2 separate regions of the Sus scrofa genome follow, and region 1 is linked to region 2. Evidence: chromatin contacts called from public HiChIP or PLAC-seq data. All regions are on one chromosome and are shown on one strand. The core of a region is the stretch at or near the end of the contact, and the rest is flanking DNA. Distances in the headings are between cores, read along the strand shown.

Region 1 (3,260 bases), core at 743-3,242, 98 kb after region 2:
TGTTCTGCAGACGAGGTAGTGTCTACCCTTATTTCTTACACTCTCAGCTCCCCAGCTTTCAAAATGCTGTGTTGCTCCCCCATTTCCCTTTGGTCCTCTGCTCAGTAGGAGCATTGGCTTGAATTGTGAGGAGAGGAGAGGCCCTCCCAGATTTTCTCCCTGATCTGACCATTGCCTCTGCCTCCTTAGCCCTTGGAGTTCCGCCCAGTGCCTCTGCCCTCAGGAGAGGAAGGGGAATATGTCCTGGCACTGAAGCAGGAGCTACGAGGGGCCATGAGGCAGCTCCCCTACTTCATCCGGCCTGCTGTCCCCAAAAGAGGTCAGTTGGAATGCTGGAATCAGGTTCCAAGTGTCTTCCATGAGTAGTGCCCTGTACATAACACCACTGAGGCCCAGAGAGGCCAGAAGAGGCACAGGAAGCTCATCGCCTAACTAGGGAGCTATAACAATTACCCCTGTGTTTGCAATGCATGGAAGTGTCCATGGTTTGTTTTGAGCCTCACAATAGTCTTGGACAGTAGGAGGTTATTATAAAACTGCCCATTTTACAGGTATAAATGTGAAGATGTATAAAAAATTTTAACACTCTGGGTATTGCAGGCACCAACCAGTCAGAAGGGGTTGAGAAGGGGTCTCTGAGAAGCCCTGCTAATTAAGATTACCCCTCTGGTTTGTGGATCTGGGAGATGTCAGGGCGACCAGGACGGACTGGAGAAGGGGGCACCTTTGGGAGGCTTGGGATAGTGGATATTTACCAGTGGGTGTGGCAGTACAGTATTTCAGTATATTGACAACTTGTGCTTTCCTACTAAAGCCCTAGTAAGTAAAGCTCAGAGTGATAAAAGACTTGCCTAAGTTAGTCCCATTGACAAAGAGTAAAGGGAAGACTGAAACCCTAGTTTCTTGCTCTAGTATGCTTTCAACTGTACCACACTACCAGTCCACATAGCCATGCCTCTGGTTAAGGGAGATAAAAACATTGTAATCTGGTGGCAGAAGGCCGGGTTAGAAGAGTGTTGAATGTCCTCGCTGAAGCTGACCTTCTGGGCTCTGGGTCTGGGGTGAGGGAGCAGACAATGTTTGAGTTATGAGAGGATTGCGCCCTCAGGAACAATCTTATTCTAGGGCTCTGAAAGGATAAAACTTTGACCCTTGACCTCTGATCCCTCAGATGTGGAACGTTACTCAGACAAGTATCAGATGTCAGGGCCAGTTGACAGTGCCATCGACTGGAACCCCGGTAGGTGATGGGGCCTTTCGCCAACTTCCCTTCTTTCAAATGTTTGAAATGCCTCAAGCCTCAAGCCACCACCGTCTTCTCCACCCTCCTCTGCCCCCACCTCCACCCTATTCAGGAACCTCAGACGTGCTCCCAAACACTCTCAGACTCTACCTAAAACCCATGAAGTAACCCCACTGCTCGGCAGGCATCCAGGCAACTCTGAAGCAAAACTTCTTTCCTCATCCTTACCCTGATCTTATCTCTCCGTTAAAAAGAGTCATCAGGAGTTCCCGTCGTGGCTCAATGGTTAATGAACCTGAGTAGTATCCATGAGGACCCATTTTGATCCCCGGCCTTGCTCAATGGGTTAAGGATCTGGTGTTGCCCTGAGTTGTGGTTACAGACGCAGTTCAAGCCCGCGTGGCGCGGCATAGGCCGGCAGCTACACCTCAGATTCGACCCCTAGCCTAGGAACCTCCATATGTCCGGGTGCGGCTCTAAAAGGACCAAAAAAAAAAAAGGAGTCCTCATTCATAGGAGACCCGCAGACAGAGTCTGCCTGACTTTTATGTTCCTGCTCTTCCTAGATTGGCGACGTCTACCCAGGGAGCTAAAGATCCGAGTGCGGAAGATACAGAAGGAACGTGAGTGTATCTGGGAAAAAGGAGGGAGAGGAGAGGTTTCCTTCATCAGGTGGAGGGCCAAGGCTGCTCTCCCAGGGCCTATCCCGTCTACCCAGTATTGTTGCTGGATGCCATGGTGGCCACATGAGGGCAGCAGAGTGACATGGTCTGTGCAAGAGGGTGTGGTAGACCAGTTAACAAGGAAGTTTACTCTCTGAAGGTTCACCTTTTGATCCTCTCACCAGGGACCACCATTCTACTTCCCAAGAGGCCCCTTAAGACCACAGAGGATAAGGAGGAAACAATACAGAAACTAGAGGTAAGGAAGCAATGCGCATTGAGATCACTTGGACCCCAGATTCATTCCTCTCCTTTGGCCCGTGTGTGCCTCGATTTTTTTCTTATGTGGCTGTGTCTGAATTTCTCTTCCTCTTCATCCTCACACAGACCCTGGAGAAGAAGGAGGAAGAAGTAACTTCAGAGGAAGACGAAGAGAAAGAAGAAGAAGAAGAGAAAGAAGAGGAAGAGGAAGAGGAGTATGACGAAGAAGAGCATGAAGAGGTGATGGGGACCTCCTTTCACTCTCAGGGGACCCCCTCTCTTCTGCTCATGAGCTCTGAGGAATCTCAACCTTGTCCACCAGGGGTGGTCTCTTCAGAGGGCTGGAGGACCAAAGGAGATAGTGCCTCCAAAAGATAGTGCCCTCCACTTTATCTGCCCCTGGGCACTTCTCAAGAGTGAACTACAGCTTGAAGGGCCCTCTCAGCCCCAGAACGGGGATATTGAGAGGAAAGGAGACTGGTGCACAGGGACGAAGTGGAACACTGAAAATATACCTGACCTTCCTTCCTGTTTTTCTATTTCAGGAAACTGATTACATCATGTCATATTTTGACAATGGAGAGGACTTTGGGGGTGACAGTGATGACAATATGGATGAGGCTATATACTGAAGAAGGACCCTGAACAATACCTTGGACCCTCATATCTTTCTTGATTTAGGGTACAGAGAGTAACTCCTCCCTACTATTTGGTTTTGTGAATAATCAAATCATTTGATCAGAATCCAGATAACTTATTTGGTCCCTGGAGATACGAATAGAGAGTGGCAACTGATAGCTCTCTTTTCCACCTTTCCCCTCCCTCTTTCCTCTGAAACTGTATCGCCTGTGATATCTTGGGGGAAGGAAGGGCAAAGCACCAGTGTCTTGACTGTATGAAAAGGGGAAAGGAGGGTCCTTTCCTCCTGGAGTCCTTAGAGCCGAGACAGCTGTGCGCATGCCCCTACCCATTTTTTACAGTTCTTTTTGGAGGTAATTGGGGGTGGGAACAGTTAGGAGCAGTCAGACCAGTTTTATATTTTTAAGTAAAATGTTTTTATCTGTCTCTGTCCAGGGCGAGGCCCAGTGGGAGAG
Region 2 (3,514 bases), core at 420-2,919:
GGGAGCGGGGAGGGGGCTCGGGAGGCTCAGAGGGTGGGCTGGGGAGGTGGGGGAAGGGAGCTCGGCGCCGCTCCCGCAGTCTGCGCGGCTGGAGGTCGGTCCGGCAGCTGGACGCTGCAGCCGCAGCTCCGCCCGGGCGGGAGCTCCGCCCGGCCCAGCGCTGAGGCTGGGGCCGCCCCCTCCTGGGTAAGCCCGCCAGGACCGCGGGGAAGTGGGGAGAGGGCGGAGTCTGAGGCGGGAGAGGGAGGGACTCAGCCCGGTGCTGGAGAGATTAACTCCTCCAGTGAGAGGATCAAGGGAGATGTTCTTGTATCTCGACATTTCTCACTACCGCTTTGACCCCTGGAAGCTCGTGTATGCGCTTGGGGTGGAGGCATGCTGCAAACAAGACAGTGCGGACCGGGAATCTGATAGCATAAAGAGGTTCCTACTTAGAGTGAGGCCCTCTCCCTCGGAGAAAGAAAACCCAGGCTGCTAAAACCCAAAGTGTACCTAAACCCTAACTCTATCTGTGGTCCCCTACCCCCTACCTCAAATACACAGATTGTCACCAGAGACCCCCACACCTTTTTTGTGATTGAAGGTGAATAGAACGGAGGTTTTCTTTCCCCAGAATGTCACCTGCCACTCTCTGAACTGCCTACTCTCCTTCCTCCAAAGTGTTAGACCTTCCAGAGGTCCCATTCTCAACTAAACTAATCACGCGTGGGCAGGTCCCTTGAAAGTACCACATTTAGAGCAGTTTACTCAAACTAGGTACTGGAAAAACTCATAACCTTTTATACTTGGTTGGCTGGGACATCAGTGATAGTTATTTGTGTAATATTTGAATGCTGTTCAGAGATTGTTAGGTGCTGAGAACATAAAACCCTTGCAGGAGTTGTCAGCCAAGCATCAGCAACAAGATGGTTAAACCAATAATTGGCATACAAAAAGAGTGCTCTAATAAATAATATGGATAATCCTCTCATTTAGCTTAAACATTCAGTATAATCCTTCCCTGAGCGACTCCACAGCTCTATGACTGAAGGTGCCAGGCTGCCAGTATCCCCAGGTACCTGCTGAACTGGACAGTGCCTAACTACTTTGTGGATTTTATCCCTAGGAAGGATGTCCACCCTCTCCTGACACTCAGGTTCTTTCCTTGCTGCTCCGTAGTGCAGAATTAAGCTCAGTTATTTGGTTCTAAGTCCCACCTGCTCCCTCTAACACTTGAGTCTCCATCAGGCCTGAGCTCTTTTTTTTGTTGTTGTTGTTCTGTTAAGTTCTCTAAGTCAAAAGTAACTATGGAAGTTCCCTTGTGGTGGAGTGAGTTAAGGATCCAGTATTGCTGCAGCTGTGGTGCAGGTTGCAGCTGTGGTACAGCAACTTACAGCACAGATTTGATCCCTGGCCCAGGAACTTCCACATGCCACAGGTGCAGCCAAAAAAATAATTTTAAAGTTATTATGGACTCGTTTGTTATCTTCTAGAACTTTTAGTGATTTTAGGGGAAGGAAAATAGAGAGGATTTAAGAAACAGATGGGGGAACTCTTTGGGAGTGATGGATATACTCAGTATCTTGATGGTGTGGTTTTTAATGGGTGTGTACATATGTCAAAATGTATCAAACTGTACATGTTACATGCAGTTTATTGTATGCCAGTTATACCCTAATAAAGCTGTAAAAATGTAAAAGAAGAAAACCACACCTTGATTCCTATTGATTTCATAAAGGAGGGATCTCTTTTACAGTTAGAGTCCCCAAAGAAAAGAGGAACTTCCCTTCCAAGGAGAAGCCTCTCAGCAGTAAACCTGAAGAGGCTGTTGGCAGCAAGAGCAGCAGCTCCAAGAAAAAGTTCCAAAATCCAAGGGAGATTAGAATGGACATTTTCCTGATGGGGCATAACCCACAGAGATATTTCCCAACCCACCCCCTATATCCCAATAAAAACAAATGACAAGGGGAAAAAAAATTTAACTGAGGTTATAAGTTTCAGCATCCCTACAAGATAACATATAACTAGGAAGAAGAGCATCTGAATCTGAGCCTGCATGCAAGCTCTCTCTATATCCAGTGCCTGGCACATAGTAGGCCCTTTAAATATCAGCTTATTAAATTAATGTTACCAGAGGAGGGAACCTGCAGATCAGGACCAAGTTTCAGATTGAGGGCATTCAAAAACGTAGTCTGAACCCCATCATGGCTCTGCAAGCCCCACCTTCTCTCACACATACACTCCTACAGCTGAAGCCTAGAGAACAAGGGGAAGTGAAGCAGGAATATAAGTCCCTACTGAAGTCCCACTAAACAGCCCAGAAGGAAAGAGGGGAACATTAAGACTATAGTTACTTCTGGAAAGAACGATTTCTTGGGAAAATTTCAGGGCTTGAGGTTGTAACAGTTTATGGAGCTGAATAGAGGGCCATTGCCTAGGAAGACCAGGGGCTGGAATAGTTTCCACTTCATGTTAACACGAACATCACTGACCATTCCCACAGCTCAGCCGTCCTGGGATCAGCTTCCAGGAGCCCCAGAGGAAGCCAAAGACCTGGCTTCCATTACCAGAGCTGTTTCCTGACTCATACTTGAACTTAGCAAAATGACCCTCCTCCTCTCTGGACCTTTTCAGCAGTCACTTCATTCTTCCCACCGCACACTGCATATATAATAGGGAATATTACAGTCTTTTTTTTTTTTTTTTTTTTTTTTTTTTGCCTTTTAGGGCTGCACTTGCAGCATATGAAGGTTCCCAGGCTAGGGATCCAATCAGAGCTACAGCTGCCGGCCTGCGCCACAGCCACAGCAAGGCAGGATCTGAGCCACGTCTGCAACCTACACCACAGCTCATAGCAACGCCAGATCCTTAACCCACTGAGCGAGGCCAGGGATCAAACCCGCATCCTCATGGATACTAGTCAGGTTCAGGAACTACAGTCCTTTTCTATTCTTTGGTAACTCTAAGAGCAGGAAGGAAGAGAGGTTCTGTTCCCCTCTTTTTTTTCAGCCACACTCACAGCATGCAGAAGTTCCCATGCCAGGCATGGAAACAGGGGCACAGCAGTGACAACACAGGATCCTCAACCCGCTGAACCACCAGGGAACTCTGTGTTCCCCTTAATAGACATAACCTGGACCATTTGATGCTCTTCTTCCGGCAGCTGCACACTTCTTTTCCCCCTTCAATTCCTCTCTTCATTCTCCCAGCCTTACAGTAGTCCTGTGCCCATCCATACACACACAAACCCTAAAGTTGACCTTCATCTTCTCTAGGATCTAATCTCTTTTCTTGCTTTTCCTGGCCAAACCCAGGAGCTGGGCTCTGCATCCCCAATCTGCTCCCACCCCTCCCCCGTCTTCCACAGCAGCCCCTCCCCACTCTTCTCTCGGCCCAGTCAGTTTATTTCCTGCCAAACCGCTGCCACCTGACCCAGCATAACCCAGCAGGGGGTGGGCTGAGAGAAGGAATTGGGAGGGACCAGTGTGGGGGCCACCAAACCACAACCCCAGATTTTGGAAGAACTTGCTGCCCC

What was found. HiChIP or PLAC-seq counts read pairs in DNA pulled down with a chosen protein or histone mark.
Region 1: a contact with region 2 is called in an H3K27ac HiChIP or PLAC-seq map of alveolar macrophages. The contact joins the enhancer-like site here to the promoter of PIAS3 in region 2. A contact is called at or near these places in 1 of 5 promoter capture datasets (liver), 5 of 47 Hi-C or Micro-C datasets (blood, embryonic fibroblasts, heart right ventricle and 2 more) and 2 of 2 datasets of contacts at active chromatin or transcription factors (alveolar macrophages and skeletal muscle).

Annotation. Positions count from the first base shown.
Region 1 is chr4:99,364,278-99,367,537 of Sscrofa11.1, reverse strand. POLR3GL (DNA-directed RNA polymerase III subunit RPC7-like) reads left to right here. Exons shown (of 10, transcript XR_002343450.1): 4 at 190-319; 5 at 1,172-1,240; 6 at 1,810-1,866; 7 at 2,091-2,164; 8 at 2,293-2,406; 9 at 2,712-2,848; 10 at 3,241-3,260. Among named protein-coding and RNA genes, the nearest start is that of ANKRD34A, 12 kb to the left of the region's middle. Within about 2 kb of position 1,992, at least 39 of the 83 cell types and tissues checked have an H3K27ac peak or open chromatin away from gene starts, as enhancers often do. A contact at or near this core is called in alveolar macrophages and liver, where this site is marked.
Region 2 is chr4:99,461,573-99,465,086 of Sscrofa11.1, reverse strand. PIAS3 (E3 SUMO-protein ligase PIAS3) reads right to left here and starts at 1,669. Exons shown (of 14, transcript XM_005663531.3): 1 at 1-1,669.